Regions from separate parts of the Columba livia genome. Here regions 1 and 2 are each linked to region 3. The links are chromatin contacts, called in public Hi-C maps. All regions are on one chromosome and are shown on one strand. Each heading gives the region's core, a stretch centred on a gene start, on an enhancer-like site or on the middle of the called end of the contact. The rest is flanking DNA. Distances are from core to core; before and after follow the strand shown. Region 1 holds the start of KRR1 (KRR1 small subunit processome component homolog). Region 2 holds the start of LOC102092743 (glioma pathogenesis-related protein 1). Region 3 holds the start of PHLDA1 (pleckstrin homology like domain family A member 1).

Evidence for each region. Hi-C and Micro-C count contacts between places; a contact is called where the count stands out from the background.
Region 1: a contact with region 3 is called in a Hi-C map of liver, with 4 times the contacts expected there. The contact joins the promoter of KRR1 here to the promoter of PHLDA1 in region 3. A contact is called at or near these places in 2 of 2 Hi-C or Micro-C datasets (crop and liver).
Region 2: a contact with region 3 is called in a Hi-C map of crop, with 2.6 times the contacts expected there. The contact joins the promoter of LOC102092743 here to the promoter of PHLDA1 in region 3. A contact is called at or near these places in 2 of 2 Hi-C or Micro-C datasets (crop and liver).

The regions. Positions count from the first base shown.
Region 1 is chr1:157,788,303-157,792,425 of bColLiv1.pat.W.v2, forward strand. It overlaps KRR1 (KRR1 small subunit processome component homolog), which reads right to left and starts at 1,718. Exons shown (of 10, transcript XM_005510237.3): 1 at 1,562-1,718; 2 at 823-998; 3 at 186-320. The coding sequence starts at 1,655. It overlaps LOC110364530 (a long non-coding RNA gene), which reads left to right and starts at 1,731. Exons shown (of 3, transcript XR_002423381.2): 1 at 1,731-1,832; 2 at 3,317-3,352; 3 at 3,711-3,921.
Region 2 is chr1:157,756,128-157,760,242 of bColLiv1.pat.W.v2, forward strand. It overlaps LOC102092743 (glioma pathogenesis-related protein 1), which reads left to right and starts at 1,562. Exons shown (of 6, transcript XM_021298153.2): 1 at 1,562-2,200. The coding sequence starts at 2,021. The region is part of intron 1 of LOC135576343 (a long non-coding RNA gene); the gene reads right to left.
Region 3 is chr1:157,943,788-157,947,951 of bColLiv1.pat.W.v2, forward strand. It overlaps PHLDA1 (pleckstrin homology like domain family A member 1), which reads right to left and starts at 1,351. Exons shown (of 4, transcript XM_065051584.1): 1 at 1,310-1,351. The coding sequence starts at 1,351. It overlaps NAP1L1 (nucleosome assembly protein 1 like 1), which reads right to left. Exons shown (of 15, transcript XM_005510239.4): 15 at 2,007-2,735. The coding sequence ends at 2,700.

The DNA of each region.
Region 1 (4,123 bases), core at 468-2,967, 160 kb before region 3:
GCAAATGTATTATTCAGAAGAGTCAAGAGAATACTGCATTTTATTATTCTCACTTCACTTTCAGATATATTTACTTTAAATATCCACTTTATTTTACTTGACTAACTTGAAAATCCCACATTTTGAAAATGTACTATAAGTATTCTGACAGAATTTGATACAAACTTCGAGGATTTAATACAGACCTGTTCAAATGGAACGCTTCTTGCCAGAAGTTTTATTAAATCTCTAGCCCTGATGATTGCATATGGATCAAAAGTCTTCTTAGTGGTAGTGACAGTCATGCTTCCTTCAATTAGATCCAGTGTTGCATTCACATACTGCAATATTTGAAAAGAAATAATAAAGCAATCTCTAGATAGGAGCCTCAGAATTCATCTTTGGCAGTAAGAAGTTAAGAAACAGAATACTACACACTGAATATAGATCTGTTTTCCGAAATTTGTAAAGTTAATTTTCAGCTTCATGAAACTCACACAGAACCAAAAAAGACTAAATATATGTGTCATAGGGCCCAAAAGACACCTCCCTGTCTCTTTGAATTCTGGTGCAACAAAGTTGTCAGCATCTGGATGATGAGACGCTGCTGCTCCAAGGAGCTTTGCTGACAACATCGGTGAAGAACTGCAAGTCTGGCTACATAGGCTCTCATCCACTTCAATGCTGATAAAAAAAGACACTACCACTTCTAAACACAAGCACAGTAGAAATATACACAAATACAGCATCAGAAAAGAAACATGCACTATTTTTATAAGCTTAAGTAACACCTGTATCTCCCAAGAGACAAAACATAGTATCACAATCAGGAAATATGCATACATGTTCATCCAAGGCTTTCTGGACAAGTGGCCAGCATTCTTTCAAGTATGCTTCTCTATACTTGGGGAATAACGTTGCAAAACTGCTTTCTTCCAGCAGCCCTTTGGGATTATCTTCTCTTGTAAACGCCGGCTCTTTCCATCCATCTGGCACAGTGAGAAGTTCAGATTCATCAACTGTTTTAAGTATTAAAAAAGAAAAAACAAAAAAGAAAAAGAAAAAGTTTTTTCCTTCTCTTTAATCAGTGACTGTTACTTCTTTCTCTTTAACAACAAAAGATACAATAACTGAAAGCAGGGACATGAAGTTTTGTTTAATACTCTGCTGAATCTGCTTAGCATCTGACATTAGAAAAGTTAAGTCTTAAAGCTTTCAAAACCAAAAAATATTTCACGACTAGAATACGCATCCTGAACAGGCTGTAACACAAGAACAAGTCACCCCAGGCTGAGGGGAGCACCCATTGCACTGCCAGGCCAGACGCACCACATCCAACACACACCCCTCTCCTACCCCAGCCCTGCAGGCCGGGACGCAGCCTGACCCACCCACGCTGTCTCTCCGCTTATACGAAACGGCGGTCAAACTCCCCGGCCGCCGGTGGTTTCAGGCAGCCGCAAGGACCCCATGGGCCAGGTCGGAGCAGCAGGCCCACGGCCACAGGGAGGCAATCCTCAGCCCGAGGACCTCCCAGAGAGCCGGCTGCCAACCCTGCACGGACCCTCACTCCGCCCCCCACCTGTCGCCGCTTTCTTTTTGTTCTTATGTTTTTGTTTTTCTTTCTGCTTCGCCCCCGCCGCGGCCGCCTCAGGAGGATCCGCCATGTCCCCCATGCCCGGCGCCGGAAGCGGGTGGTGGAGGGAGGGCGCAGTGCACGCCGGGAGCGGTAGTCCCAGTGGGCGGGGCTTAGGGGAGCGGTAGCGGCTGCTAGGGCTTGGAGGGCGGCGGGTTTTCCCTCTGTGTTCGGAGCAATGGACGTTCTATCGGGTGGCTGTCCTAGGAGCACAAAGGTGGTGTTGTGTGCTAACACTTAAGTAAAGCCTTTGTCACTGTTTCCCATGGCATTCTCCTGGAGAAGATGGCTGCTGGTGGCCTGGTTGGGCATCCTCTTTGCTGTGTAAAGATCTGGCTGGAGGGCTGGGCCCAAAGAGCTGCGGTGAACAGAGCCAAATCCAGTTGGTCGCTGGTCACGACTGGTGTTCCCCAGTGCCCCAGTTCTGTTTAATGCCTTTATCAATGATCTGGATGAGGGGATTGAGTGCACCCTCAGTAAGTTTGCAGATGACACCAAATTGGGTGGGAGTGTTGATCTGCTGGAGGGTGGGAAGGCTCTACAGATGGATCTGGACTGGCTGGATCAGTGGGCTGATGCCAGTTGTAAGAGGTTCAACAAGGCCAAGTGCGGGGTCCTGCCCTTGGGTCGCAACAACCCCAGGCAGCGCTACAGGCTCAGGGAAGAGTGGCTGGAACGTGCCTGCTGGAAAAGGATCTGGGGGTGTTGATTGACAGCAGCCGAACATGAGCCAGCAGTGTGCCCAGGTGGCCAAAAAGGCCAACAGCATCCTGGCTTGTATCAGGAATAGTGTGGCCAGCAGGACTAAAGGATTGATCGTGCCTCTGTACTCGGCACTGGTGAGGCCCCACCTTGAATCCTGTGTTCAGTTTTGGGCCACTCACTACAAGAAAGACATTGAGGTGATGGAGAGAGTTCAGAGAAGGGCAACAAAGCTGGTGAGGGGTCTGGAGCACAAGTCTGATGAGGAACAGCTGAGGGAACTGGGGCTGTTTAGCCTGGAGAAAAGGAGGCTGAGGGGAGACCTGATCGCTGTCTACAACTCCCTGAAAGGAGGTTGTGGCATGGAGGGTGTTGGTCTCTTCTCCCAAGTAAGAAGTTATAGGATGAGAGGAAACAGCCGCAAGTTGCACCAGGGGAAGTTTAGATTGTATATTAGAAAAAATTACTTCATGGAAGGGGTTGTCAGGCATTGGAACAGGCTGCCCAGGGAAGTAGTGGAGTCACCATCCCTGGAGGTGTTTAAAAGACATAGAGGTTCTTAGGAACATGGTTTAATACTAGAGCTAGGTTTTGGTTGGACTCGATGATCTTGAGGGTCTCTTGCAGCTGGAATGATTCTGGGATTCTATAAAGCCGGTGCAGGCAGGGCTCCTGCTCTGCCTCCCAGGCAGGGGCAGTGCTTTCCTTAGTCCCATGGAGCAAGTGGCTGCACTCAGGCAGCAGGCGTTGCACGCCATGTGTCACATCCAAACATCTCCTTGGTGCTTGTGAGCATAGAACATTCCCATGGTTCTCCATTGGGGTTGCTGTATGTCAGGGTGTGTCTGTGCCTGGGCAGCAGTGGCTCCTGTGAACTCAGCACGGTCTGTCCCCAGCCAACAGGGTCTGGTGGGTGGTTGTGCAGCTGGAGGTTTCACACCCTTCCTGAGGGTGGGTCTGCAGCCCCTTCTTGACTCTGTCTCTCTACTCTGATTACAGGCACAGGCTCTTAAGAAATTTAGCACTGCAGTTGAGGTGAGAGGCATATACCAAATGTCTTCTTTGCTTCCTCCTTTTTCATGTGAAACATCTTTTCTACCCATGTTCTCCAGCTATGAGTTTTCTATCAGTATTATGCAACACAAAGGAAAAAAGAACCAGCATCATCAAAGTGTAAGTGGAAGTGTATTGATAAATACTTCAAGTACTTCAGCCCTCATCACTAAAGAAAACAGGTGTTTCTGATGAGACCTAATTATTCAGCTGAATAACATAATTTAAGGTTCTCTTGGGAGAAGAGATTCTGTGATTCCTCCTCACTCCCCCTCCTTGTACCTTGGTATTTTCTTCAGTAAAAAATAAGTAATGTGCCTCCTTCATTCTCTTTTATGAGAACCATGAAAAGCCAATGGAGTGAAGACCTGGAAGAGACCTTCAAGAGCAAGAACACCTGTGTCGCTGAAGCAGGACAACGTCGTCTTTGGCAGGTGTTCGTCAGACCTGTTCACAAAAGCCTGCACTCCGGAGTGATTTACCATAGTGACAAGAAAGATATTACTATCATTTGATTTACACAAAAATAAAATATTAGTTAAAAATCAGGTTTGACCCCCAAAAACTTTTCTCTGAACCTGACTGCTGTCTTCCCGAGCCTGCTCCGTTCCCAGCCCAGCGCCAGCCCCATCAAGATCCCTTCCACCTGCAAGTTTGCCATCAAGTTGATCCATGTTTTTAGCCATTTGTTTTAATTTCTGTCTGTCCACATGCATCAAACAGGGAGGCCTCTGTGGGAGCTCTTGCAGGCCT
Region 2 (4,115 bases), core at 312-2,811, 190 kb before region 3:
CCTTTGTGGACTTCAGGAGTGCACATAGTGGAGTGGAAGGCACTTTGTAGCCCAGAAGCTGGCAGCTGATGGGAGAGACCAACCTCAGTCCTGTGGCAGGACAGAAGGTAACGGCACCCACAGGAAGAAACCTTTCTCCCAAGATCCCCTTCACCATCCCAGCCTGACCAGCAGTCACCAACACCAGCAAGAGGCCATCCTCCCATAAATTTTAAAATGTCCCACCAGAGCTGAGGGGACTATCACCTTTGCCAATACTTTCACACAGCTTCTGGGATGAGACATGACAGCAGAATAGAAACTACATTTGCTGGACAAGGGACCTTGGCACTGTTATTGGTACACCAGGAGACAGAGTCAGCAGGTGAATCTACTAAATGTAGGTGAGGTCGTGACTATCACATACATGTTCTGGAGGCAGATGGAGCCACGGCCAACCACTGGTAGAGAAAAAGGTAACAGCCAAAGGCTGGGGTTGTGACAGGGTGGGAGCTTCACCTCTTACTTCCTTTCACTTGTCAAAGGAGGTGACTGCCAGTGCCTCATGCATATTTTCTTTAAGGACATGACAGGATCAAAAGCATCTTGTCCCCGGATCACTGTGCCCATGGATCACATGTGCCCTGGATGTGTGGATCACATGTGCCCATAGATCACTGTGCCCCAGATCACATGTGCCCACTGTGCCCCTCCCACTAACCACTTCAGCTTAGTCTTTTTAAAAAAAATTATCGGAGAAAACAAATGGTGATTTTACTAGGAGAGTTTCAAGGCACGGGAAACTATTTTAAAAGAAAAGTGGAAGAAAATATAATACTTATTCATTTGCCTCTCTGTCAATGTCTCTTCTGCCTCTGGGGGCTGTTTATTGATAAGGGCTGTGTTAAGCCTGTACAACAAGAATAACTGGAGGGCCACTTTTGTTTCTTTCCCAAAAGATCCAAAACACCAGAACTACTCTGCACCAATTTTGTTGCCTTCTGCAACTGCCCCTTCCCTCATGAAATAGGTAAAAAAATGCTGGCAGGGCTGAGAGGAGGGTGTGGAGTGTTAGTAATGTGTGGACATCCATAAACACACGCACACATATAAATATTTATATGTTTCTTGCTAATAGCCTGGATAGGTATAGCTGTGATGGTGTTGGAGGGTTACAGCTCCTTCAGCCTGTCTCAATTAGGTGTACGGATTGTTACAAGACTCTGAAGCAACCAAAGGTATTATTTAAGAGGGAAAAGGCATATGCAGACAGAGAAGGCAACATGAGAATGGTAATTCCCACAAGTGTTCAGGAGGAGAAGGCCTAACCTGCAAAACTGAGCAGGGAATAAGACCCATGAATGCTGTTTACAACCTACAACATATTTTCTATGTAAACCTACCTAAATCTCCATTACAAGACCTTAGCTCTTAAAACATATAGTTGTTCTTAGGGCTCTTGCATACTTGTTACACATGAAACCAGGTCAGAAGGTCTGTTCTGTAGCAAACTGCTTGTTCGGTAACTTTTTTTTTTCTTGTGGTGAGGTCAAATTTCAATATATGCAGTTTCCCTAAATCTGTTTATTCCTAGAGTAATTCTGAAATGGAAACAAGGTATTGCAACATAATTGTAATTGAGCTGCTCTGACTAAGCTATACCAGAGGAAAATCCGCTGAACAGCAGATTTGTGTTTTGTTTGATGCAGGTTTTAAGAAAGCTGTAGGTAAGACCTACAATCACAGAATGGTTTGGCAGTCAACCAGAATGGAGCACGCTCAAAGAGAAGGCAGAATTATACCTGGGAGTGTTGTTCCTTGCTAATATGCATAGCAGGTGCCAGTTTCATGGTTTAGCAGCTGTGAGGTCACACAGAACTGTACCTTATGAAGCAATTTCGCTTCCTCTTGCTTTGACAATTTCAAGTGCTTCCACACCCAAACGACAGCCTCTAAAGAACTGCTTGCCAGTGTTATCTCCACCTAAGAGACTTCTCTTTTAAAAACTTTAAAAAGAAATTACTGAAAGCATTGAAGAATTATGAAAATCACGTTTCTCTTTGTGGTGTTATTCTTACTGGATCTCTTCACTTGCGGTCATGCGGATCCACCATATCCCTTGCCTGACATTGGAGATGCAACGTTCATTCAAGACTGTGTGAGAGCTCACAACAAATTTCGATCCCAGGTGAATCCACCAGCCAGCAATATGTTTCGTATGGTAAGGAGACATTTATGATCTGTTTGAAAATTAATATAGATTGTGCTGCGGATTTAGACCATCTTCTTATTCGTTTTGTGCTCTTCTTTCCCCTTCTGTCAATGATTTTGTATTATATATGTTAGTTCTTCGTGGGAAATAGAAAAGACTTTTTACAGTATTGTTCAGTTTTAATAATTTGAAGGGAATTCCCTGTTTAGGCACGGATTGCTACTCTAAACTTTAATCAGAGCAAAGGGCTGTATTGAGCAATATAATGTTAAGTTCTCAGCATTTCATTTACCTCTTTCTAAGAGAGATAGTAATCTATTTTATGGTAGTCCAGATTTCATATAGGGAGGCTGTTTAGTGTTAAAAAACTCCTGAATAGGCAGTGTGCACAACAGGATTCATTGAAAATCTATCATTTCCCCTTGTTTTTTCCAGTCTAGAATGTGTGTTGAATAAAGGGGTTTGCCAGGACATCCATTTAGATACCTGATCTTCGTTTGCTGTAGCAGGGTTTGGGGAGTAGGGATACTGATGCCTGGGCTGGAAAGCAGAGCTTCCCATAAATATAGTGGTTATGGATATGTAATGGTTATGGATAGGTCTCAGCTTGCTTGGTGGAATACATAAGGGAAAAGGGAGATAGACAGAGAGCTGAGAGAGGTAACCCCTGTCATTTCGTGTCATTACTCTGAGCCCTCCAGCAGAACGGTGTAGCTGGAAAGGAAGTTAAAAGCATAACAACATGCACAAAATGAATCACTTCTGTGAAAGGAACATTTTAATTTATTGCCATTTTAAAAAACAGTGTTTAATTTAAAATGCTAGCTCACAGGAGCAAAGTTAGCTACTCAGACAACACATCCAACAAGCCTGGAATAAGAGTAGGACAAATATACAGAAACCTCTTGAATCAAATGTGTTGCATTGTATTTAAAGGTTTGTGACTTTTCTTGCATGATTTTTTTACAGCCTTGATCTCATGCAAGGTTTTATCATCCCTAGCATTGTCTAGCAAGAGCTGCACAGCCTAACCACAAGTCACGTGAAAGTACCTTCTTGGTTTTAATTTGTACCTGTTAATTCCTAGCTTCGTTTGATAGTCTCTGGTCTCTGTATTGGAAGGAGCAAGTAATTACTGCTTATTTACCTACTTCACAGAAGATGTCCAGTTGTCTCTGATCAAAGCTGCAGAGTACTCTCTGTTGCTTTAGGAGAGTCCTCCATGCTTGAGGATGATCATTCTCCTCCACGTTGTCTCTGTCCTTTCCAGTTCTAGTGTTCCCTTCTCAAGGTGAGGCCCTGCACACAGCATTTAACAGGACTTCTACAATGGTGTATATGGTTTTATTCTCCATTCCTTCTCAAGGAATTCCCCGCACTTTGTTTGCTTTTTAAACTGCCACTAAACATTGATTCACAAGTGATAATAGCCATCTCCAAGCCTGTCATGAAAATAAAGTCTTATAAAGTGGTGGTGGGTTTTTTTGGTGTTTTTTGTTTGGTTGGTTGGTTGGTTGGTTTTTCTCACATCCCTTAACTTATATTTCTCTGTACTGAATTTTATTGCCTGGTCATTCAGTGGCATAAAATCTTTCTGCAAGTCTCACAGACTGGATTCCCAAAATCATCACTTGTGCCTCTCAGGATGAGAATGGTCCCTCCTCAGCCCAGCAGAGATGAATGAACCTTTTATTTGCTTTGGCCACACGCTGAGGAGGGAGAAGAGCAAAGAAGCAAAAGGGGCTGGGAAAGGGAGCAGCTGTGACTCTTTGCTTCTCCATCCTGGCCAGCAGAACAGAATTCCTATCTAGTCTATTGATAATTGAGAAATGCAAATCCCTGGACAGCCAGCAGCTCCTGGGCATAAGGTCCCTCAAGCCCCTCTAAGGCTGGAGTTTCACCCAGTTACCTCCTCTCAGGCACA
Region 3 (4,164 bases), core at 101-2,600:
AATGTTTAATGCTCCTGCTACATACTGCCTTTCAGAATTGCTAAACAAGAGTGTTGATCACAAAACTACATTGAGCACCAAAACAGTTTTTATTTAACTGATCTCATAAGAAATGGCACCTCCATTTATATGATTATGTCCTTCCTTTTGCTGCAGTCTAGAGAACACAAGAACTAGCAAGCGAACCTAGAGAGAAGCTCAGTAAAATCCACTGATGGAGACAGATTCATGGCTCTGGATCTTGCAGACTGCAGGTGAGCTTTGACATCTACCAACTCCTCTTTTCAAATATGGTACCCCATTGTAGGGTATGAAGATATTAATGAGAAAGCAATCAAAACACAAACAATTTCTTTAGAATAACAACTTCTGAAATTCATTGGACAACTTTTAATGGAGCTTTCTCTTTTTAAGATACAGTTGCCAGATGCTGTTAGTAAAAGTGGGCTAGATCTAAGTAAGGACTTCAGATACTTTTCATGTCCTAAAGTATGAACCCCAAAGCCCCCAACTGACTGCTCAAGCTCATAACATGTCACCAGTTTGATTTCTGCATGCCCTGAAGTTTAAACTTCATCCTGGGAAACATTCATAAAAGAGACAGAGTGATATGCAAACACCTGGCAAGGTCAGTGCTTCAAAGGATAAGCATTTTATGTCAGGATTTATGTCAGCACAAGAACACAACTATATCTACTTTAAGACACAGCTACCAGACAATGTGATGTTAACCTTTCATTACTGTATTTTTTTATGCTATGATGTATGGGTTACCTAAGAGCACAGCTTTGACTGTACTGTTTTATATACAGCTATAGATAACAAGAGCTCCCTGCTCTCAAAGCCATAAATATCTGGAGAGAAAGATGAAGCCTGGAAGGGATTCTGAAATGAAGAAGTGTGGTATTTAAGTGTTCAAGGAATAAGAATAAAAACAAACACAAACGAAACAGTTTAGTCAGAGCACACAAAGCCACTTCTTCTCAGGGGGCATGAGGATTCTCAAGGGCACTTGGGATAAGCCATATTTTCTATTACTTACCCTCCAAGCAAGAGACGTGCTAGAGATTCTTCCACCAGCTCCATCCTCAGATGGCTGTTGCCTCCTGCTTGCCCTGCTCTTTTCAAACCTTTAACCCTCTATGGCTAAGTCAGTATATCAGTGGAAAAAAAAAGTAGCTACTGTAGAAATAGATCCATGGCTAGGCTGGACCTTTTCATACTTCAAAAAGTTATCTGGGTACTTGCTTAAAAGACCAGAACTTCTACAGTTATGTGAAGGACAAGACTGCATAGAGTATAGCAGTACCTTAGTGACTGGGAAAACTCCAGTGGAAGACTTCAAGTTCATAGTTTCAAGCTGAGCACATTCTATCCACAACTCAGGAGCATAAGAAAGATCTACCTCATGTGTCAACTGACAATGAACATCCAATATGGAAGAAGTATGAACCAGAACATACAAGCATAAGCACAGTGAAAAGAATATTAGGTAAGGAGAGAGAAATTCCTTGGGGTTTGTTTCCTCCTCTGCAGATGTTTGATACAGTGAGTACAAACTAGAATACAGCCAATTTTTTTAGCGCTCCCTTATGCTGCTGCAGGGCAAATTTTGTTCAGGACAACCAAGCCCTATCTACACAGACTGGAAATCCAAGGTACCTTTCTTGGCTCCAGATTTCACACTAATAACCAGTGCTTCAGAGTCAGGTGCAGCAATATTGAAGTCCTTTACCAGATCTAGCCCCACTTCTAAAAACTTGTCTTCTCCAAAATGGCAGAATTGACCAATCACCAAAATTCTAGCTCAGATTCACAAGTATCACACTGCCAGTGGAAAGTATGGATCAAACTTCACAAACTATTTTGTTTGTTTCAAAATGCTGCACAATTTACTTTTCAGTAACTCAACTTTTATTTCCAGTAAAAAGTGAACTGCAGCATGAAAGATATGCTTTACCAGTTCACACATGCAGATACACACATCATAATAAAACAAGACTAGCTTTTGAAAATACTAGGTTTTATTCACACCCCAGTGGTAAACAATAACCTTAATATGATGACTAGGTTTCTTTTGTAGATCACTATGTCACATAAAATACAAAACCCATAGCATAAACAAGCTGACAGTTATGAATGTTTAATGTGGTCTCGTTGGAAATTAAACAAGTTATACTAGTCTTCTCAAGTAGTCAAATTCAAAATGCATCATCATCTCCTAGTTAGTACAAGTCACTGCCATTTCTATAACAAGGTAATGAAGGCACAGCTAGTGCAAGCAGACTTAAACCCATTCAGACTACTGGGCTGAAAAATACTTTGGTTGATTCTTCAGGAGAGAGTTTTCTCTAAAGAAATATTGGTCTCAGTTAACAGTTCTGATAATCTTCACAGCTGCAGTCTAATAGCTACATGACAAAGACTTCACAAGAACCAAACTATGTAGCAATGAATTAACATTCATGCTTTAGGGGATTTACTGCATTCTACATATTGGCAGAAAATTATACTGTTAAAATGCTAGGTAGATTGAACCTACATTTTAAACTGGTTCTTATGTGTTCAATTTTTATTTTTTTTTTAACAAATTGGTTACTTATTTCTACCAAGATACAAAACATAAGGCTGTAAGTAACTAATAGTTGTGTTTAGGCTATTACAGTGCAGGTAATCCTCAAGGCCACATACACACTGCTTCACTGCTGCTTGCATTCTGCTGGGTTTTGATCCTTCTGTTGAGAAAAGAGGAAATATCAGTTTAAAGATAGTGTTTTAAAAGAACTATTAATATTGCTAAGCATACTTTCTCAAGTTCCAGCATTCATGTTCTTCCATCATCTTTTCCCTTAAAGTAACTGGTTCATATTAGTAACACTGCTGCCTCTGGATGTGGCAACAGCCACACCGCATTTATTTTGTGCATGGCTATTGCCCAGAACAAAAATCAGTTTATAATTAAGTGTGGTGGGATACTCTGAAAGACAGTAAAACTGGAAAAAGGAGAAGGAAAGTTACACACAGTAAAAAACAACCCAGCTCAGAAGTATCCATGCTTTCTTCAGTTAGAGGCAAAAGAAACTTCATGTGGTCAGCAGCAAGGGCACAACCTTACTCCAGAAGCCCCTGTAGAGCAATGCAATGAAACACCAAATCATGGTACATTCCTACCACTCTACAAGTGTCTTTTGCAATAAAGTCCAGTTGCTAGAAAATCCTAACGTGGAAAATTTCTTCTGTTATACTGAAACAGACAAGCAACAATATCTCACAGTAATAGGCAAATTTAAGGAAAAGAATTTTTGGGGACAGAGTTCAGTTGCAAGTTTTACTCCACTTTCTTGGTCTGGATAGCTGTTCTAAGAGTGCAGTGCTGTAATAAATTCAGCTGGCTTTCAGTCTGATCAGCTTACAACTATTTATTCTTGTGTCAATACACTATAGTACCACTACTGTCTCTAGCCCTTTGGCAGTTCTCTCCAAAACTGAGTGTACAGTCTTACCCTTTCTCAGTTCTGTTTAGCCTCAAAAAGCAACCTGAAACAGTGGAAGTAAGAAGCCCATCTTGGAGATTTTTAATTTTCATTCCAAAACGTTCTTGATAGGAAGCAATTTGAATACACTATAGCAGAGGAAACCTCACCAACAAGTTGTACATTTTGAAAAATAGTTCTGTACCCTACACATCTTTATAAATACAATGCTAATATTATGTAATTCTTTCAATAGTATTCTGATTGTAATTCAAACCATTCCTACTGAAAAATACTGCCTCCTCTGAAATTACAATAATATTTTGCAGCAGACAACTTTAGTTCACACCGACTTCCTTTTCATGACTGCAACTTTCACATACCACCATCAGATGCTTTCAGCCAGCCAAACGTGCCTTTCCCTCAGCCAGGAAAAAAAAGCTATTAATTGAGTGGCTTGCAATCAACCACCTTTCCCACAAACTGAACCTGACTAGTCATGTGTCCTTCCCATGCAGTAAGAAAGCTGCCAGTTGTTCTTGGCTGTTCACATTTTAGCACTTGGCTGTAGATGCATTCCTGAACCTTGACTCCTGCTACCTCAAGCAATAAAAGGCTTGCTGTTATCTTCCCTGAAACAGCCTCTGTTTTGTACTGTGCTGGGAAAATCTGTGCCAGTCAGCTTGTGACA